Linked DNA regions of Sus scrofa: region 1 is linked to region 2. Evidence: chromatin contacts called from public HiChIP or PLAC-seq data. All regions are on one chromosome and are shown on one strand. Each heading gives the region's core, a stretch centred on a gene start, on an enhancer-like site or on the middle of the called end of the contact. The rest is flanking DNA. Distances are from core to core; before and after follow the strand shown. Region 1 holds the start of LOC100524475 (transducin-like enhancer protein 1). Region 2 holds the start of TLE4 (transducin-like enhancer protein 4).

Region 1 (3,278 bases), core at 644-3,143, 2.0 Mb after region 2:
GCGTTAAGTGCGAAAGGGTCACCTGGTTGAAGGGATAGGGGCTCCCTGGCGGGCGGCCGAGAACTGGGCCAGACTGTCGCTGTCGCCGCCGGCCCCTCCTTCACGGGGGCGATAATGACCCCAGGGACCAGAGAAGAGAAACAACTCTTCCCGTTCCCAGAGCCGCCGGGGCCACCTCCAGCATTGCTGGAAAGGGGGCCGCATTGACATGTAAATAGGCAAGACGAGAAACAAAGGTGGGGGCGCCCTACTCGCCTCTGGGAAGGGGGAGGATGTGTCTGCTGGAAAGAAACCCCAGTCTCTCCGGGCGCCCCCACCCGCCCAGTCTAGACCTCAAGTAGGAGGGGGCACAGAGCAAACGGGGAAATTTAGAGTTTCAGCCCACTCCCCAACCCAGGAGAGGAGGGCCCTCGACCTCCCAAGCCAGGGGTTCGGCCAGAATGCAGCACCCACCCATCTCCTTACCACACAGCAAGAGCGCCTACCACCCCTCACCCCCTGTCCCCCACTCAGCCAGCCAGCCGCGCCTCACCGGGTGCCGGCTCTGTGGGAACATCGCTCTGGCGGCGGCCGCGGCTCCGTTCCCGGGCAACTCAATTCTCCGCTCAATTTCCAACTTTAATCCCGCCGAGGAAAATTAAGCTGAGAAGCCGGGCAGTAGCGGGAAGTGCGGGGGGCGCGCTGGCCACGCACGCAGGCGCGCTCCGCTGGGCGCAGAGGCCACTCGGCGCCCAGCAGCTCCTGTTCCCGCCGGTGCGGGCTCCCACCTTCAGGGCCACATCACAGGGCACCCCGGGCCCCGCTGCACCTAGAACCTGCGGGGCGCCGCCGGCGCCCGGGGCCGCACTCCAAATCGCGAGCCTGGGCCGCCGGGACGAGGAGGTGGGGGCGCGGTGACTCGCTGCGCTCCCCTCAGCGATCCGCGTGTGCCGCACCCGTCCCGGGCAAACAAATCCAGGCGGGTTGCTCTCCACCGTTCTTCTCCCGGTCCGCCTCCTAGCCGGGTTTTCCCCGCGGCGCCAGCAGCCGGGGAGGTGCAGGTGGCAAGCGCCCCCGCTAACCCCACAAAACAAATGTGACGACGTTCACAGCCGACCCCTGCAGGTCCGGGAGGCGCCCAAGACCGGGCGCTCGCAGGGTCCCTGGAGGCGGCGAGGGGCGAGGTCCGGGCCCCGGGGGAGGCTCCGTGTCCGGCGCTCCGCAGGCTTAACCCGAGCGGAGGAGCGCGGGATGACGACGAGGTGGGCAAAGTGTGGAGGGCGCGCCGGGAGGCGTCTCGGCACGCCCCGTGCGGGCCGCTCTTGCTGTTTTCCGCGGTTGTACAAACCCTCTTGGCCCGACGGGACTACTCGGCGGAGAGTAGTCCCGCAGCCTTCCGCTGCTCCTCGACCCCTGGGCGCATCCGAGCAACACGGCCCGTGCACACTCGCCGCACACGGCCCGCCCGGCCACTCCGGACCCCTTCTTCCGATCCTCTCCGTCAGCCCTCTTTCTTTCCTTCTCTTCGTCTACCTCTCCGCAAAGGGCGCTCCAGCCCGCTCCAAAGTTCTCTCACGACCCGGGGAACGACATCCACTCGATGGTAGGGAAAAGCGCAAGAGTGCGCTCCGACGCTTGGCCTCCTTCCCCAGCAGGCAAACTCCGTGGGCGAGTCCGGAGTAATCGCCAAGGGCCAGCGAAGGTCCGGGCTGGTGGCGAGGGAGCCGCCCGGCCGTGCGAGGGTGGGGGTAGCGCAGTCGGCTGCCTCAGGGACGCGGGGCAGAGGGTGCCCGCCGCCGCTGCTGCTGCTCCTGCAGCCGCCGCCGCCACCGCCGCCGCCGCCGCCGCCGCCCGCGCCTCTCGCGCCGGTTACATTAACACGCGGTTTCACACTCCGGAGCTAACCAGCGCCGGCCCCGCCCAGCCCTGCGCGGGCGGGGGCGAGAGCGAGGAGCTGGCGGGGTACGTGGGCCCGGCGAGTGGAGAGGGGGGAGCGGGAAGGCCCGTGTCAGCCAATCGCATGCGCCAGACCCAACGTGGGGTGGTGACGCGACACCTCCCCAGAGCCTATGGCAGCGCGGCACCGGACGGGCTGTCTCCCCTTCTCCCTCCTTTCTCTCCCGCCCCGCTTGCTTCCCTCTCCGCCGTCTCCCCCGTCTCTCCTCCCATCCACCCCCACCTCCCCTCCGCCAGCCGCGTCCTCCCGGGCTCGGCGAGGAACTGTTCCTGAAGGAGCCGCGGGACGCCGAAACCAGCCAATGGAAAGCGGCGAGACGCGAAGATTGGCACCGGGGATGGGAAGGTCGGAGAGAAGGAGAGCGGCGGGGCCGGGCTGTCAGTCAAAGTAACGTGGGGCAAGCAAGGGAACGCGCGGGAGCGCGCAAGCGGGAGGGACAGGCCAACGTGCAGCGGTCGAAGCTGGGGGCTCGAATTTGCAAAAATGCTGCCCACTTGTCACTTTTCCCTTTAATGAAAATCTTTAGATCTCAGTGAAACTCAGAGACTAACCCCGTAGGTTCTTATGAGGGAGAAGGGGTGCTTTTTGGTAGTTCGAGCCAAAGGAATCTTTCGGTGCTTGTCCCCTGTTTGATGCTACTATTGAAAGTGAGGTCACATTCAAAAATTTCTCTGAGGATTGTTTTTCCTCGAGCTGCCTTTTGGCGGATGCAGGAGAAGTGGACTGTGCACTTGGTGGAAAATGCGTACATGAGCAACTCATTGGCTGGCGTACATACAGCAGCCGCCTAAGACTAGGCTTTTAATGCCCACGCCCCCTTTGCACCCAAGGTGGTAGGAGTTGGTTTTTATTAGAAAATTTCAAACCACCTTGCAAAAAGATCGGGCTGCCTTGATTTGGCGGGAAGGAACCCAGGGTAAGGCACGCGCGTCGTAGTCTCAGATGCGATATTTTGCCCGCGGCGCGAAATTTCGGTTCTTCTGTTAAAAGTCCAGATTTCGCTGTGTTGGGAGATAGAGAGCTGCTCAGACTTCTAGGGGCTTCTCAGCAACATGACCACGAGTCTGTTTCCAATTAGTAGAAACAAAGAGAGAGAGTGTGTGGGATAAACAGCATCTAGACCTGAAAAACCTGTCCTGCCCACCCCACCTCCATAGTTCGGATGGTACCCCCACCCCCGCCCCTCTGGCCGGCTGAGCTGTGTAAGGCATTGATTGGGAAGCTTTGGATAAATGACCTGGCTAAAATTCTTATGAGGTGGAACTTGACTTAAAAGGGATTCCAAAAATTTAAATAGACAAGGCAAAATGTATAAATCTCCAGTTTGGATCTGTTTTTCTAA
Region 2 (3,268 bases), core at 160-2,659:
GCCTGCGTGGTTTCCTGCCCGTTTCAACGGCGACAAACTCAACTTGTTCCTCCAGAAAGCGGGAAAATGAGGGGTAATCTTCATCCTACTGACCCAGAGGAGGGAGCATCTCTGGGCGCGCTGGGCCGTTTTCTTTTCAGTGCTTGGAGGGTAGCACCTAGATGAAGCTACTTTCGTGTGGACCGACTGACAGTCTGTGGACTGCGGGTAGCCCCCTCGAAAAAGTTTTTTTGGGAATTGACGACCCCTGCCCCTGGGGCCTCCAGCCCCACCCCGAAACTCCACGGTTACGCCCTCGGGACCCCTGGTCGAAACGTCCAGGAAAGCTTCCTTGAAGAGTTGCTTGGGGGAGGAGGCCCCTCTACCGGATTAAACTGCAATCGTAGCCCACTAGGGACTCCGAGAGACGCCCTCCCCAACCCCCCCTCCTGCCCCGCCCCGCGTCCCCGTCCCTCGTCCCAGTCAGCATCTTGCAGCTTAGTCTCCAGCTCTAAACAAGAACAGGGGCCTGAATCAGCGTTCACACGGAAAATTATGCCGGCTCCAGCGGCGCGTAAAATTGATGTGAACTGAACGAAGTGGGATCGGCGTGATCTTCCCTCTCTTGTCTCAACAGGGGTTTCGGAGCATTACACAAGGCCGAGCTTGTCTCTTTAAGGAGACATTGGACCCTAATTAGTCCGCATTCCTGGCGCGGCCGGGAGCAAGGGGCCGAGGGTGTTTAGATTGGAGCGGGGCGGGTGCGAGAACCCGAATTCGGAAGATCTTCTGACTAGCCTCCAGTCTCACCGCCCCCTCCACCCTCTTTATTTTGCCGCCACCATCGCCACCAACACCCAGTTCTGAAGATACAGCCAGGGCAGAGGCAACAGCAGCAGCAGCAGCCACCGCTTCTCCCAGGCCCACGTTACTTTGATTGACAGCCGAACAAATGTTTCCTCGGTTCGAACGCTCGCGCTAAGGAACGTCATCCAAGGCGAAGCTCCGCCTTGGGCGGGCCATCTCCGCCCCGCCTCTGCTAACCCCATAACGTTCCATTCATTGGTCCGAGCCGCGGACGACGCCCGGCCCCCACGTGGGTTCCAACCCCGCCGGCTCCTCCCCCCTAGCTTGCCATTTGTCAACAGTGAAATGATGGGCAGTAACACAGAACAGCGATTAATGTTCAGCCATCTCTGATTGGTTGCTGGAGACGCCTACTGCGCAGGGGGTGGGAGGGGCTCTTGGAGAGCACCCCAGAGTGGTCGCGTGGCGGGCCGGTGATTGTAGTCAATCTGGCGGAATCCTCAGCTGCGGCCGCCGGGGGCGGACTACATCTCCCGGGATGCTTCGCGGGCCCTCCACGGACGGTTGTGAATATGTATCAGAATGTTAATGATTAGCCGCTGCTAAATTTGGTCAAAGAAGTCACCTACACCGAACGTGTTGTTAGAGCTGTTCCGAGCGGGTGTTTGGGCTGTTGGCTGCTTTCTTCCCCCTCTCACACACTTGTATATTATTTTGAGGTGGTGTTCGCAGAGTTTGAAAGGAGAGAGATTTTTTTTTTTTTAAAGCCGCAAGCGTTTCACTCTCTTTTATTTTTATAATCCCCTCCAATTTGGGGTTTAAAAAGACAAGAAAACAGGAAGGAAGAAAAATAAGGAAATGAGATGTGGTAAAAGAAGCTAAAAGGTGCCTTTTAAAAGATCGTTGCTGTGAGGTGAAAAAAAATCTCCAGAGAAACCAAAAAGCACCGCCGAGATCTCTTCCGAACCAAAGGAGTTTGTGTTTGCTTTTAGGAAAGAAGAGAGAGATCATTCATTCGGAGGAATAACAACCAATTAAAAGACAAATAAAAAAAGTTTGGAGTGGGACGCCGAGCGAGCCAGTGAGCGAGCGGGCGGCGCTGCCGGCAAGCGCTGGGACGCGGAGCTCGCACTTTCCCGGCTGGGTGAGCGGCGCGGCCGCGGCGCCAGCTTCGGCGGGCGCGCCTCGGCGGAGCGAACGTCGGAGCGTTGCCGCGGGAGACGCGCGCCGGACAATGCCCGCGGCGGGCCAGTGACGCCCGCGGGGAATGCAGAGGGGCCCGGCTGTCTGCACCCAGCCCGCCGCTGCCGCGCGTTCCTGCCGCCCGCGTCACGCGAGACCCGGCGGGGGCCAGGACCGCCCGAGCCGCCCCTCGGACCCGGCCGGCCGCCTCCGCCGCCTCTTCCTCCGGGCCTTTAAAGCCAATGAGCCGCGCGCTTCTGCCCAGCGTAGCCAACTAAATCGGTTTGGATGATTCGCGACCTGAGCAAGATGTACCCACAGACCAGACACCCGGTGAGTGCGGGCGTCAGGGGCGCGGGCTCGCCGAGCGCCGGGGGATTCCCCGCGTCGCCCCCTGCGTGCCGAGTTGTGTCTGTGACCAGAGGGGCGTGGAGGGCGGCCCGAACCCGGCTCCCTGCCCGGGGAGTCGCCCGCCCCCACCACCTCTCCCCCCGGGCTCAGTGGCACTTTCGGAGCCAGGGTGCGGAGAGGCAACAGAGTTGTAGCCATTTTCTTATTGTTGTCTTTGAAGCCCCTGGAAGGCGCGCGGAGCCGTTTGTCGTCCCCGCGCCGCGACTCCTCTAGGAGGGGTGGCTAGCGATGGAGGAGGCGCGACTCCGCGCCGGGGCGGGGAGGGCGCCCTCAGCGGCGGCGCGGCGGGTCCGGCAGCGGCTCGGGAGTGCGGGACGCCTTCCACTCGCGCCGCACGCCCAGGGGAAGAGCGAACCAGTCGGCCGGGGAGGGTGGCGGCTGCGTGCCCCCTCCCCCGACCTGACCGCGGCTCGACGCCATGGCGCGCGTCCCCCCGACTGGCCCGTTTCGATTCCGGGTGGGGAGGCAGTGGGCGCGGCGCTCCGGGTGGTTGCTCACGGCCGGCGAAGGAGGAGAGCGGGGGTCTCGAACCCTTGGGGGGCCCGAGCGGGCGAGAGGACGCGGGGGCCCTTGGCCAGCCCGCTTGCAGCCTCCACTGGGCTTTGCGGCCAGGGGAGGGGGCAGGAGGAGAGTTTTAATCGCTCTTTGCCTGCTAGCGCGATGACACCCCCAACCCCCCGCCAGCGCGGCGTGCTGTGTTTTCTGCATCTCTCTGCCTTGCCTCTACTGTGGGCTAATTAAATATTTTATTGTTGTTCTTTAGGCACCGCACCAGCCTGCTCAGCCCTTTAAATTTACCATTTCCGAGTCCTGTGATCGGATTAAGGAAGAGTTTCAGTTTTTACAGGCTCAATACCACAGGTAACGATATTGACTTTAGCTGATTCTT

Evidence for each region. HiChIP or PLAC-seq counts read pairs in DNA pulled down with a chosen protein or histone mark.
Region 1: a contact with region 2 is called in an H3K27ac HiChIP or PLAC-seq map of skeletal muscle, with 7 times the contacts expected there. The contact joins the promoter of LOC100524475 here to the promoter of TLE4 in region 2. A contact is called at or near these places in 1 of 5 promoter capture datasets (liver), 2 of 47 Hi-C or Micro-C datasets (embryonic fibroblasts and heart right ventricle) and 1 of 2 datasets of contacts at active chromatin or transcription factors (skeletal muscle).

What each region holds. Positions count from the first base shown.
Region 1 is chr1:234,368,762-234,372,039 of Sscrofa11.1, forward strand. It overlaps LOC100524475 (transducin-like enhancer protein 1), which reads right to left and starts at 1,894. Exons shown (of 20, transcript XM_003480540.4): 1 at 533-1,894. The coding sequence starts at 556. It overlaps SPATA31D1 (spermatogenesis-associated protein 31D1), which reads left to right and starts at 2,205. Exons shown (of 7, transcript XM_005660180.3): 1 at 2,205-2,323.
Region 2 is chr1:232,354,550-232,357,817 of Sscrofa11.1, forward strand. It overlaps TLE4 (transducin-like enhancer protein 4), which reads left to right and starts at 1,410. Exons shown (of 20, transcript XM_001924195.6): 1 at 1,410-2,301; 2 at 3,143-3,240. The coding sequence starts at 2,257.